Regions from separate parts of the Anser cygnoides genome. Here region 2 is linked to region 1. A link is a contact called in public Hi-C data. All regions are on one chromosome and are shown on one strand. Each heading gives the region's core, a stretch centred on a gene start, on an enhancer-like site or on the middle of the called end of the contact. The rest is flanking DNA. Distances are from core to core; before and after follow the strand shown. Region 1 overlaps LOC106048954 (a long non-coding RNA gene). Region 2 holds the start of F7 (coagulation factor VII).

Region 1 (6,069 bases), core at 1,360-3,859:
ACTCAGGTTGGAAAGTTTCTACTGAATTACGTACGGGGCTGAGGCTTTATTCTTACTGGTTCATTTATTCCACACACACCTTCATGGTCACACCTTCCTTGATTGTACTATCCCACTACAAGGCAGTAGAGTTCATGTGCAGATAAGGTTTTAGAGCTGAGATATCCTGCCCTTAAGAGTAGGAATCTCACTCATATTTTTGGCAGAAATTTCTTGTCCCTCCTCTATATTAGCAGAAGCAAAGAGCTGTTTGACAGCAGCCTTGCAAAGCCAGCAAATTCAACTTTCAGGAAGATCAGTTACCTACAAAGCAGAAGCAAGCTGAAGGATGGATTGAAAATCAAACACAAAGTGGTCCTGAAATTTGGGATGAGGCTGAAGGGTGAGCATCAGAGCTGCACCCAGGCTGCAATACCATCATGGAGATGTGGAATCCTACCAGAAGCATCCAGAGCACTGGCTCGAGACCCCCAGCCCCTCTGCTGCTGGTGCTCCACGTGCTGGCCCAGAGGGATGCGGTGCACAGGATGGGGCTCCTGCTCTCTGGAGTTTGCCCTGAATCAAGGCTGTGTCAGGAGCCACTGACAGACAGAAAGAGGATCCTCCAAAAAGCGTGCTCTAATGGCTGTTCCTTAAATCCGTAGGTATGGGAACGCTAAATGGGTTATACTGTCATTAAGGATTTCTCCTCACTTTAACAGCCATATGGAGGTCACTTCCTCAGCAGATTGAAGTCGTTTCAGAACAAAAGGTTTTGGTATTTTTCCACCGGCTCAGGATGCCTCCATCTGTGCACGGTGTAGGCTGGGAGCCCCAGGCAGATTCATTTGCTCTGAGAGTCCTGCCAGCAAACCAGGGCTGGGGCCCCTCGGGACCTTCACTGGAGGAGATGGCCAGAAGGACCTGCAAGCACTGTCTCCTTATGGCTATTTGCATCCTCCCCCTGTCCTTTCTCTTCTTGTTCCTGCCTGGAAAGCAACTTACATGTGCAGATGAGGGAATTATTTCTCAGAGATACTTCTTTTACTAGCGCAAGAAGCTTCAGTAATGCCATAACGTTTTGTGACTTGAGATTGGGTTTTAATTGTCTGGTCAAAAAAAAAAAAAATCTTTTTGAAAGAAATTACTTGTGTCAGTTCCACTTTTTTGAAAATGAAATGCATTTCTTTTCAGCTTTCTGTTTCAATGTTTCCTCGAAGTTTACTTTCTAGTAACTTAAATGTGAATAAAAGTGCTCAAAGTAGAAAAATGATGCATTTAAGATCAAACCAAGTATTTAATTTATCCTCAAATTATTTTTCTCAAACCTTTTGATTTCACAGATTTCAATGGTTTCTGTTTCAATGCAAATCAAAATCTTTTTTTTTTTCTTTCATCTTTTTCTGAACTATCTACAATTCAAGATATCTATTATCTTTGCTATCCTACTTCCAGGTAACTTGAACAACCAATGCCTGGTTTCAGAGAAGACTTTTCATTACTGGTAATTTAACACAGAGATTCTTAACTTTCTGATTAAAGAAATGGAAATATTTGTGATCCTTCATCTCAATCATGAGCTGAATGCCAGCAGGCAGAAGATACCGCTTATGATGAGTTGTAAAGAAAGGATGGTTCCAGCATGTTCTATAAAGCTGAGCCAGAAAATAAAAGGACATGAGTGGAGATGAAGCCTCTTTAGAAATGCATTCATTTCAGAGCTGTCTTCAAAGCGTTTTCACTGTCAGTTAAGGAGTGCTGAGAATTTGTTGTCCAGAAATCCACAGGAGCCAAACTTCAGACATTCGGAGCCGTGGCATTCCATGTGGATTTAGTGTTTTGCTTCTTTACATTTTTCCATGAACTCAGTTGTTGTCACCGTTAAAGTCTGACTCTCTAGGGCAAATCCCTGCAGCTGTTCAAAAAAAAATCTGGTCACTGGGGACAGCACCGATATCTTCCTCATGTGGGTCCCTTCTCTTTTCACGTTCATCCCCATAGACTCCAGGACACTACCCCAGGAGCTGGTTCTGTCCTCTGCTGTTTTAAGGGGCCATTATTTGTGCACATGGGACATCAGTGTGTGTGCTGTAGGCACTGTGGCTCCGTACACGTGAGGACTGGCCTAGCACAGTTAAAAATAATTAAAAAAAAAGTTTATGGGAAATGTAATGGTAAAAAAAAATCGCTTTTCCAATACCCTGTACACCTAAATATCTAACGTGAAAAAGTAAAAGGGATTGTTATCTGAAAGAATTTTACATCTGGAAGTGATTTTGGAAGCCAGCACATATGCCACGGATTTAAAAAGAAGCTAAACAAAGTAGACAGATGGTCAGTCACCAAATTAGATGCAATCAGAATATGGAAAGATAATTTCTCACATTCCCTCTCCCCAGCTTCTCACATAGATACTGGACTTGGCAAGCTGTCACCCTCTCCTGTGAGCGCTTAGAGTAGAGCTGGGAGCTCTGGCTGCTGCCAGGCCCAGCAGCAATTGCGGTTTTCCACAGGCCAAGTCCCTCAGAGACGTTTTCTGAGGAGCTGAGTGCTCCGGCCCCGCGTGGCTGCTGACATTCCCCTCCTGCGCCCGCGGTTTCACGGTGCAGTAAACACAGCGTCAGGGCTCACCGATCAAACATCTCGCAGCTACACAATGCGAAGTGCTGACTTAGGCTTTGACACCCAGTCCAGTTCTCACGGCTAATTTGTTGTATCGACAGGTTTCTTTTTATAGTTTTATTTTCCAGTGGGACCGGGATTGTGTGCCCCGGGCTGATCCCCATGACCTCTGGCCTGGGATCTGGCGTGCGCAAAGCCGGATTATGGCACCACGTTTTCCCCTGCACGTGTATATGTTAAGGCTGAGTGCCTTTGAGTAACAGACGTGCTGTTCTTGTTTGTCATTCGGCTTCCCCAGAAGGTTTTGGAGCACACAAACTAATCCCAGCAGCACGGAGGAGGGAATGTAGTACCTGAGGCAGGACATAAAAGCCTCCCCCTGCATTTCCCCTCTCCTTTTTCTCATTTTCATTTCTCCCTGCTGTCCTAGGTGACTGCCTAACTTCACCCAAGCCAGAGGCTTAGCAGACCCCATGCTGGTGCTCTGTAATCTTAACGAAGGTGGATCAGAGGAAAACAGCGTCAGGTCAAGCACGTTGGCAACAGCAAAGGGAAAGAGGAGAGCAGGTGCTTTTGACAACACCCCTAAACAGATTGCACCTGTGCTGTCTAACCACACCTTTTGCTATGCCTCCACCACCCACGTTAGCTTCTAAGATCACTATGTAAGAAATAGCAGAGGCTTTCCCAATACTATGAGGCTCTGAGAAACCTTAAGGCAGCATTTAACGCTGGTCCTGTGAAAGGTGAAACACAAGTTGGTGATCATTTGTCTGCGCTCGTCCCTCAGCTGGGACCCATGCCGCTAGTGAAGAAACCACGTTAATGTGTAACTAGCGTGTTTTCCCATGGGGCAGGACACAAAACTTCAATGCAGCGTAGCTGCTGAGGATACCGCTTCCCCCTGCCAGCGTGTCCCTCAGACACAAGCCCAGCACCACCCCTGCTGCTGTGGTTAACTCAGGTCAGAAGCAGTCTGTCTCAAAGGGAAAGATTTTGTCCTGCTGTGTTTTGACACTTCACTATTTCATTTCCTTCTGGGTGACATTTAAGCTGGCGGGGATTTCTTCATTTCCACGGCAAGACAAAGGCCCATGCTGTAGATCTACAACCACATGCTACGAGACAGCACCTTGAGAGATTATTTGTGGCCCATTTCCACAAATTCTCCACAAATGAGCTGTAGGATCTGGCAGCAACTTTCCCCAGTTTTCCATTGAGGGTTAGTTAATATTTTGCTCCCGTTTTAGTGATATTTTCGCAGATCCCTGTCTTCTCCCCTATAAAACTGCCCTGAGAGTTTCAGGTGTTTTCCTCTTTGGTTACAGCAGTGCCAGTCCCCTAAAGTGTCTGGTGCCAGGTGAACATAATACCTCACAGCCATGAAATGACAAAAGCAATGAGCACAGATGTTAAAAAGACAAGTACTGCTCCTCGAGCTGATGTTAGAGGGTGCCTGCCCCAGTACAGAGTAACCTCCACCAAAACAGACCAAAATAGACCCTTGCAACCAGACAGGACTTTGGGCTCCTCGTAGCTCCTTCCATTTCTCCGATGATGAGATGGAGCCCCTGGTAGACAGCAGGAGCTATCAAATTGTTAAATTGTCAAATTGTTTTTTGAAGCTATCAAAACAGCATTTGTAAAGATTATCAAAACCGCTTCCTACATGGAACATGGCACATGGTTCGATTTACTTGAGTATTGTCCTCCCCAAGATACTGCACGCTCTGTGAAACCTCCTCCAGATAAAAATAGATTGAAAAGATAGGAAATGTTTGTAGTGGTCCTAGTCATCGGGACGAAAGCCAGGAAAAAACAGATTGTCCCCTGTCTACTATTAACATAATTAAGGAGAAGTTTGACTCTGATCAGCTTGGGTTATCTCCCAGTCTGGCAGACTTCGAAGCTAGATTTCCTTTTCTTCGGGGATCTCATTGCAGGTTGGCTGGGACATTTGAATCCTGTGCCAAGAACACAACTACTGGCACCAGCACTTCTGTTAGAGTAGCAGCCATAGGTTTATGGATCTTAACTGTGCTATCCAACCAGTTTGAATAGTGAAGACCTAAGTCTTAGAGGTAGGCTTGATGCCACTGCCACAATTCCTTGTCCTGCTAGCAAGCATTGGTGATGTGTAGGTCACAGCTTTAGCTTTTCCCCCATCCTATATTGACTGCAAAATTCAGTGATAAAAGTCAGATATTTGGTTGCCCTATCTAAGGACTTGATATCAGCCATCTAGCCAAATCAATCTCTTTTTTTTTTTTGTCAAAACAGAAATGAAAAAAAAAAGGGGGGGGGGGGGGAGAAGTAACAGCTGCCAACAGGTACCAAACACCTCTGCTGAATCTCCTCAGATTTGCACAAGAGGATTACTGTATTCTGAGCTGCATAAAGAACATCACTGCACGGGCATAAACCAGTCCCCACAGGCCTGCTTGCCACTCTTTTACTCATCCACTCCCAGCGCTTTATGTAGGCAAATCCTGGTGCTCACGAAAGCGGCTGTCTTGGCCAACTCCGTGTTTGCAAAACATGCTGGCTTCATCACAAGAAGGGCACCTGGGAAGGGCTACCACCAGATTTGCCAGCTTTGTGTCAACACAGGAAGGCCGCAGAAAAGGCTTTTACTACATACCTTGCACAGGCAAGTTCACACAGCAAACATGACAGGGAAGATTGATCACCCCTTGAAACAATTCCCCTTGCTAAAGCGTTACGGCCGGTACACAAGCAGCGTCAAGGGGCCTTGCCACCTGAGCTTCACATTCACAAATACTTTACCTTAGGTCTGGGGCCAGCCCTTTACTCCTACAGCTGGGGTGAGATGAGGAAAACATGACAGAAAGTTGCAGGCTTTTTAAAGCAAGAAGCTCAAAGTCTGCTGCATGGAGGCACTTATTAAATAGTTCGGTTAAATAATTTGATTTGGTCTGGCTTCAGCTGCCACTTTTCCTCCTCGACCCTTCTCTATTTCAAGCCATCTGAGCAGGCTGCATCTGGGCCAGCGGAGCTGGGCAGGGGGAAGGACACGGTGCGGCTCCATGCAAGAAGCTGAGTGAAGCCTTTCCTCTCCCCAAAGAGGGTCTGAGATCTGCCCTAGGGAGAAAAAAAAGGGAATTTCAGCTGAAACAGCTACCAAAGGATGGCGCTCAATGTGTGACAGGGCACCTTTCACCTATTTGGCTGCCTGGCTCCTAGTGACGGGTCCGTGGCACAAACCCAGAACTGACTCAGAGCTGCTCCGAGGAGTTTGTTGGTTGGTGAAAAGACGAGAGAGGCTGGAAGCTGGGAGGTTTGCAGATAGGTTGCTGGCCTCAAAAACAGGTATGGGAACCACTCACCTTGCTATCAAACAGGAGGGAGAAAATGCTTACCTTCATCCTTCCCCTCTGGCACACAGTGAAGTGATAAACCACCCAAGCAGCTGCAGGAGTTTTAGTAAAAAGATATGTAAAAGCTTGC
Region 2 (6,069 bases), core at 1,984-4,483, 800 kb after region 1:
TGTCAAAGCAATAGGGTGTGTGTGGGGGGGTACACCTGACAAGGAGCGCCTGCCCAGCCCTGCGTTACTTACTGTCCTCTCATCATCACGGTAGATCTCTCTCGCTTCCTCAAAGGAACACTTCTCTTCCATGCATTCTCGCTCTAGTGACCCCAGCTTTATCTCTTCGAAGAAGCTATTGGCTCTTCGGTGCCTTTGTAAAACGCCATTTGCCTCTTCCCGCTTTAAAAAGACTGAAAAACAGTGGCGTGTTGTGTTTGTCGTACATTCGTGCACTCCAGAAGGAAAGGGCACAGAGGAAAGGTTTTCTGCTTCCCGAGCTGTTTATGACAAGCTGGGCAAATGCACACAGCTTTCCGAGCCTCCTTCCTCTGGCGTGCCTCCCATGTAAAGTGACAGCACATGGATTTTACAGAGCCCAGACCTTAAGAGAAGAGGGCATACTATACCAGTGTGGTGCCAGCGACTCCTAAAGCATCAGCACACATTGTGTTGTAGGTCTCAAAATGTGCAGGGCCGTTTCAGCTGAAAAGCATTTATCAAGCTTTATCTAGCACTGAAGTACATGGCAACACCCAGTGTTCCTGTACTCACTACACTAAGTCACTCAGTGACGGGTCAGCCAGTCAACCCTAACTCCCCAGTGCTCCATTCCTCACTGTTTTTAATCTCAAAACCTTTCGCTCTTTCACAGCACCACGGACTGGTTGAGGCTGTCAGGGCCCTCTGGAGGCCACCAGGCCCAAGCCCTGCCCCAGCAGGGCCACCCAGCGCAGGCTGCCCAGGCCCATCTCCAGGCGGCTTTGGAAGGCCTCCAAGGAGGAGACCCCACAGCCTCTCTGGGCAGCCTGTGCCAGGGCTCCTCACCCACACCTGATGGCATTGTCCCCATGCTGACCTGCTCCTCAGCTTCAGGATACAAGCACACCGCACAGTTATGCCCACCCAGCATAATTCAGGATAATGAACAAGAATTCTGCAAAGTACTTTTGCTCCACATAATACACAGCACCAGTCTTGAAATAATTCATTGTGTGTTTTTTGTTTGTTTGTTTTCTGTTGTTTCTTTTTTCCCCCCTCCATGTCAGTAGAGAATTCTGGAGCTTAGTATCGACAACTTACATCAGTACTTGCAACTTGAACCCATTTACTGTGGGTGGATTTGGGGATTCAGGATGGTGCATATGCCCTGCCTGTGCCCCAGGACATTCTCCACCACCACCACAGGACCCACAAAAGAGGGAGATTTGCCTCCAGCCTGCTGGGAGGACTTGGGGTGGCCTCTGAAGGACAAGACTGATGACCCCTGGGGATGTGAGTGTACACTCATAGGCACCCTCACAGGCATACACATAAACATGAATCCCGAGAGGGCCTAGTTTGGTCTGGTGAGTTCTTTGCCTCTTGGCATCAGTGTCAAATCAGGACATTTGCCGAATTACATGTGAAATACTGGTCATTTTCCCCATATTTCAAAGTTACTTAAAGGATTAAACTATTTTGTGTCATGCATCTAATTTATCACAGGGTGTTTCATAAACATTTGTCCATTGCAGGAATGTCAGCTGGGTTGTTCTGCTGTGATTTTTAAATCAGGCTGTATGCATTTAATATGGCTTTCTTTAAAGGTTTATAATTATGCTGAAGATACATTACATATGTATCAACGCACGTGGATACTGACACCCTCCCACTTTCATTCCTGCGTTCTCCACTTATTTACATTGGAACATTTTAGACTTTGCTAAAAATTTCTTCCAGCTTTGTTCATCACAGTTTGAGAGACACAGTCAATGGCTACCTGAGAATCACCAAGCAATTTCTTCTGGTTCTGCTGTACTAATTTGGTTGCTGATTTTCAGACACATCCTGAAACTACCGAAGAGCTGCCACCTCGCTCCCATCTACTGCAATGGAAACATAGCGGTCTTCCCCTCTTTAATTTCTTGTCAGCTGAATGAGAGGCTATCGATTCTCTGCTTTGAAAAATACCATGGCTCAGCATGAAATAAAAATAAATCTAGGTTCCTGTTTTCACCTCATAGGCAGGCAGCTGATGGTTGACCTGCTGCCTGTGCAGTGAGGTGATAGATGCGCATATGAGCGTGGAAGGGATTTTCCTCAGCTGGCAAAACAAGCACACGGCTGCCATCACTGAAAGCAAACAAGAGCCTTCGAACAGCTCACAGGCACAACCAGAGGCAGGACAAACATTTCTGTGTGCAACAGCACTCAAAGCTCGCAGTAAGGATTATGCCAGTGTATCAGCAGAGAGGTTTGCTGCCAGTAAATGTAATTGCAGACGTACCTGCATCCAGAGAAAGTGGAATCAGCAGCGGAAAGCAGAGAAGCAAAGCCACGCACTGCCTGGAAACCATGATGAACCCTACAAGTCGGCGTCCCAGCGGCGTATTGACATTTCAGCAAGGACTGTTTGGCCAAAGAGCTCAGCTTCAAACGCTCGGAGCAGAGGAGGGGCCGGCGAGTCATGGAAACCAGGAACGATCCGCGCAGAGAGCTGAGCACGAGGGCGCCTGCAAATCCTGCACCGTGTCCTTTCTGCACCAGCAGGGAGCTTGCTGTCGAAGCACGCTCTCCTGAGCTGTGCAAAGGCTGTGCTGATTGCAGAGGCTTCTACCCTGCCCCTTTATTTTCCATCTAACAGGCCTTTTTCAGGCAAAAAATAAATGCCAGGCCCCTGTGTCTGTATGGCACTGTGCTGGCCGTGTCACCATCCATGCAGAGCTGCAGCAGGGCATTTGTCTCGACCAGGCAGGCCAGGTACAACCTGTCAGGGATTTGGGGGATGACCAAACTGCTGACATCCCCCTTTTTCCCACCTCCCAGTCACCAGTGGAAACCCTGAACTTCTGGCTCAGATTACTTGGAGACACTAATTAACCAGCAGAAGTACCCTACATTGGTTTCCTGTGGCTTTATTGCAAGATGCCTGTGCCTTGCAAGCTGTACCAGCTCGAGGAGATGCGGAGCTGATCCACATTGCGTTTCATGAGTAATGACAGGGCTTCGAGGGGCTAGTCTGCAAATCATATTATATCTGGGGAATAAGCAATCCTCTGATTTAACGGAAATCAATTAGTGGCATCACAGCAGAGAGCTGACAACAGGCTTAGGTAAATGTTGACTTCAGATAGCAGGGAGGTAAAGGGCATGTTTGCCCATGAGAAGCGAAGCAGCCCTGAGGGCTGGGGCATCCTTCAGGCAGTCCTCCCCTCGGTTGGTGCGGAGGAAGGAGGGCTGGCTCTGCACCTCAGCCTTGTGGCCCTGAAAAGCCCCAGCTGTGCTGCTGCTTTGCTGCCAGCGCTCGGCTGAACTTCCAGGAAGCCGCCATCGATCGGACAGCTGGGCTCCCGGCCACCCTTCGCACGCGTTCCTGCTGCTCCATGCCACGGCTGGACATCCTGCTCTGAAACTGGTTTCCTGAGAGGAGGCATTTGGGCACGTCTCTGGATGGCAGCTGGGCTCCCAGCATGGTCAGAGATGGTGGCAGGTCCCGTCCCAGGGCAGGGGGTGGCAGCTGGGGTACTAAAGGAGCTCTAGCAGGCCCAAGCTTTCTGGGAAGCCCCTCCGTACCTCATAACCTGCCAACATGGTCCTCATTCCTTGCTCACTTGCCTACGGCAGTGAGCTGAAAACAGCTAGGACATGTTCAGCTTAGCGAAGCCTAGTTTTTCAGATCTGCTTGCAGACATCTCCCTCTGTCGCGTCTTCTCGGGAAAAGCTGCACCCCCTGTCTGTTTGAACACCAGGTGCCTCCTGCGCCCTAGGCCAGCCCAGCTTGGTCCCTGTCGCCACCCAGGGGTGTCTCCTTGGGCTGGGTGGGATCTGCCAGCACCCTGCTAGGGGCTGCAGGTGGTCCCGCTCCACAGCCATGGCACCACTTCGCTGGCTTCTCTTCCTTGATGGTGCACAGGCTTCTGTACATCCTCTAGGCCTGAGGCAATGCCTCCCTGCTCTCTTTCTCCCTTGCCAGCCTGCACACGTGAAAGATTTTGTTTTTACTGCTTGGGAATACAACAAAACCCATTGTTATTTCGCAGGGAGAAGTCCGAGTACTGGGAACAACAGTCGGTTCCCATGGGGCCAGCCCTTCTTCCAAGAAAAATTCTTGAGATTAGATGTCATCAGGGGTGGCAAGGAGGCCTGTGCCCATGACAAGAGCCACTGGAGATCCAGCTGGACTTCAGGACTTCATGGCAGCTCTTTGCCAGCCAGCTTCACGTAGATCTCTGCTTATAGTGCTTTGGTTGAAGAAGAGCTCTTGACTTCAAGAAGAGCTCCCCTTCCTTATGGTCTGGGACCCCAGCTGGAGGAACAAATGTCAGGTCATTAGCTTGTTTTCCCCAGAAGATCCCTAGATCTCACTTTGTGGGTTTTTTTCTTGTGTGGTCTTGCTGTAGCTTATGAGAATTATCCTGGTATTCTGCTCAATAAATCTCCTTCCCAGTGGAGGCTTCAGCCTTGCCTTATATTTTCTGAGCAATTCCAAGGAAAATAATCCACTGTCCAATTAAAAGTAAATGTATATTAAAGCAAACTCACCCCATGACTGCTGCTAGAATCTGTTTGGGGACAGCTGTTCAGAAAATATGATTTAGGGCATTTTTTTAGTGTATGCTTTGGAAGTCCAAAGTTGCTTCATTTCCAAGTTCATATAAAAAATAAAATAAAAATAACAATAAAAAAAAAGAAAAATGTTAACAATGTGTAAAAATGTCTAAACCAGAAGCAGTAGCCTGGAAGACATGAATTGATGTCTTAGAACATACTGTTCTTTATTCTTGCCTTGGTTTATTTTGACATTTTTCAAAGAAAAACTCGTATGATTTTGCTATTTTTAGGTTGATATTTTGGGTTGAAGATAAGACACATATGGAAGCTACTGGGAACTGTGCAACTCAATCTGATCCATCAGGTCACTGATTATTTAAACATGAGTTTTCCTGTCAGCACTCAGTGACAATTTTTATTATTTTTTTTTTTTAAAAAGGAAAAAAAGAGATTTCTATTTCTGAAATACCATAAGACATCACTTGAGTGAGCTGACCAGGGAGTTTAGGTAAAAAGGGTTTAGGAACAAGCTAAAAATGGAAAATTCAGTCTAAATCTCCAATAACAGTTGTAACTTGCCATCATACACTTATCAGACTACTTACAAGAGATCCAAGCCTGTTATCAAGTTAATTATTTCCTGTTTCTGTTGTACTAAACTGTAAATACACAAATATTACGTGACTAAGCTTTAAAGCAAATGATTTGCTTTTTAGACCTCAAAAGAGAAATATTTCTTTCCAGTAGAAAATTACTTGCCTGTTTGACTGAGTTTTTTGCCCCTGTGCAGCAACTATGCTCATAGAGAAGGAGTAAAAAATGGGGAGGTAATATTTTTGAGGGTTTTTTTTTTTTTTTTTTGTGATCAGCTCTGAATACAGGTACTTAAAATTTTACTTTTTAATGTTGGTGTGGATTTTTTTTTCCCCACAAGGAAATGAAAGACATAGAAAAGGCTGTGCAAAATACATTTAAACTAGAGGTGGTGTGCCCAAAATCTATGTTCAGTGCTGCGTATCTCAGCTGGCAATAATTGAGATTAACTCTACTAGAGATATTCTCTTGGCTATTTCCTAAGACCATCACAGCCATACCAGTACCTCTAGTAAGTACATAGCCTTTTAAGCACAGCTGGGCCCCTTGCTGTCTTGGCAACTGATATGAAATAAATAAATCCAAACACCTGAAAGGTGATTCATTGATTCGTTTCAATTGGTTTTTCAAGGAGAATATTTCAGCACCGAAGGGGCTGACCTTAGTCAAAATCTCTCAGAACAGAAATGCAAGCCTCGATCCTTGATTTTCTACCACCATCTTTAGGCTGCAGCTGGTACAGGCAGCAGCGGTCGCGATGGTCCTCAGGAGAGATGCAACTACACCTACAAGCATACTTTAGCACATCATTTCTTCTTGCATATAGGTCTAGTAGTGTCATATAGGCCTCTACAGGGACTTAATGTCACGGGGCATTTTGGCCTGTCGCCACAGGGCTCAGAG

What was found. Hi-C and Micro-C count contacts between places; a contact is called where the count stands out from the background.
Region 2: a Hi-C map of liver shows a contact between it and region 1, with 1.8 times the contacts expected there. The contact joins the promoter of F7 here to the enhancer-like site in region 1. A contact is called at or near these places in 2 of 7 Hi-C or Micro-C datasets (both in liver).

What each region holds. Positions count from the first base shown.
Region 1 is chr1:147,323,627-147,329,695 of Taihu_goose_T2T_genome, forward strand. All of the region lies in intron 3 of LOC106048954 (a long non-coding RNA gene), which reads right to left. Among named protein-coding and RNA genes, the nearest start is that of SOWAHC, 18 kb to the left of the region's middle. Within about 2 kb of position 2,610, at least 3 of the 3 cell types and tissues checked have open chromatin away from gene starts, as enhancers often do. A contact at or near this core is called in liver, where this site is marked.
Region 2 is chr1:148,118,300-148,124,368 of Taihu_goose_T2T_genome, forward strand. F7 (coagulation factor VII) reads right to left here and starts at 3,234. Exons shown (of 8, transcript XM_013197422.3): 1 at 2,309-3,234; 2 at 73-233. The coding sequence starts at 2,378.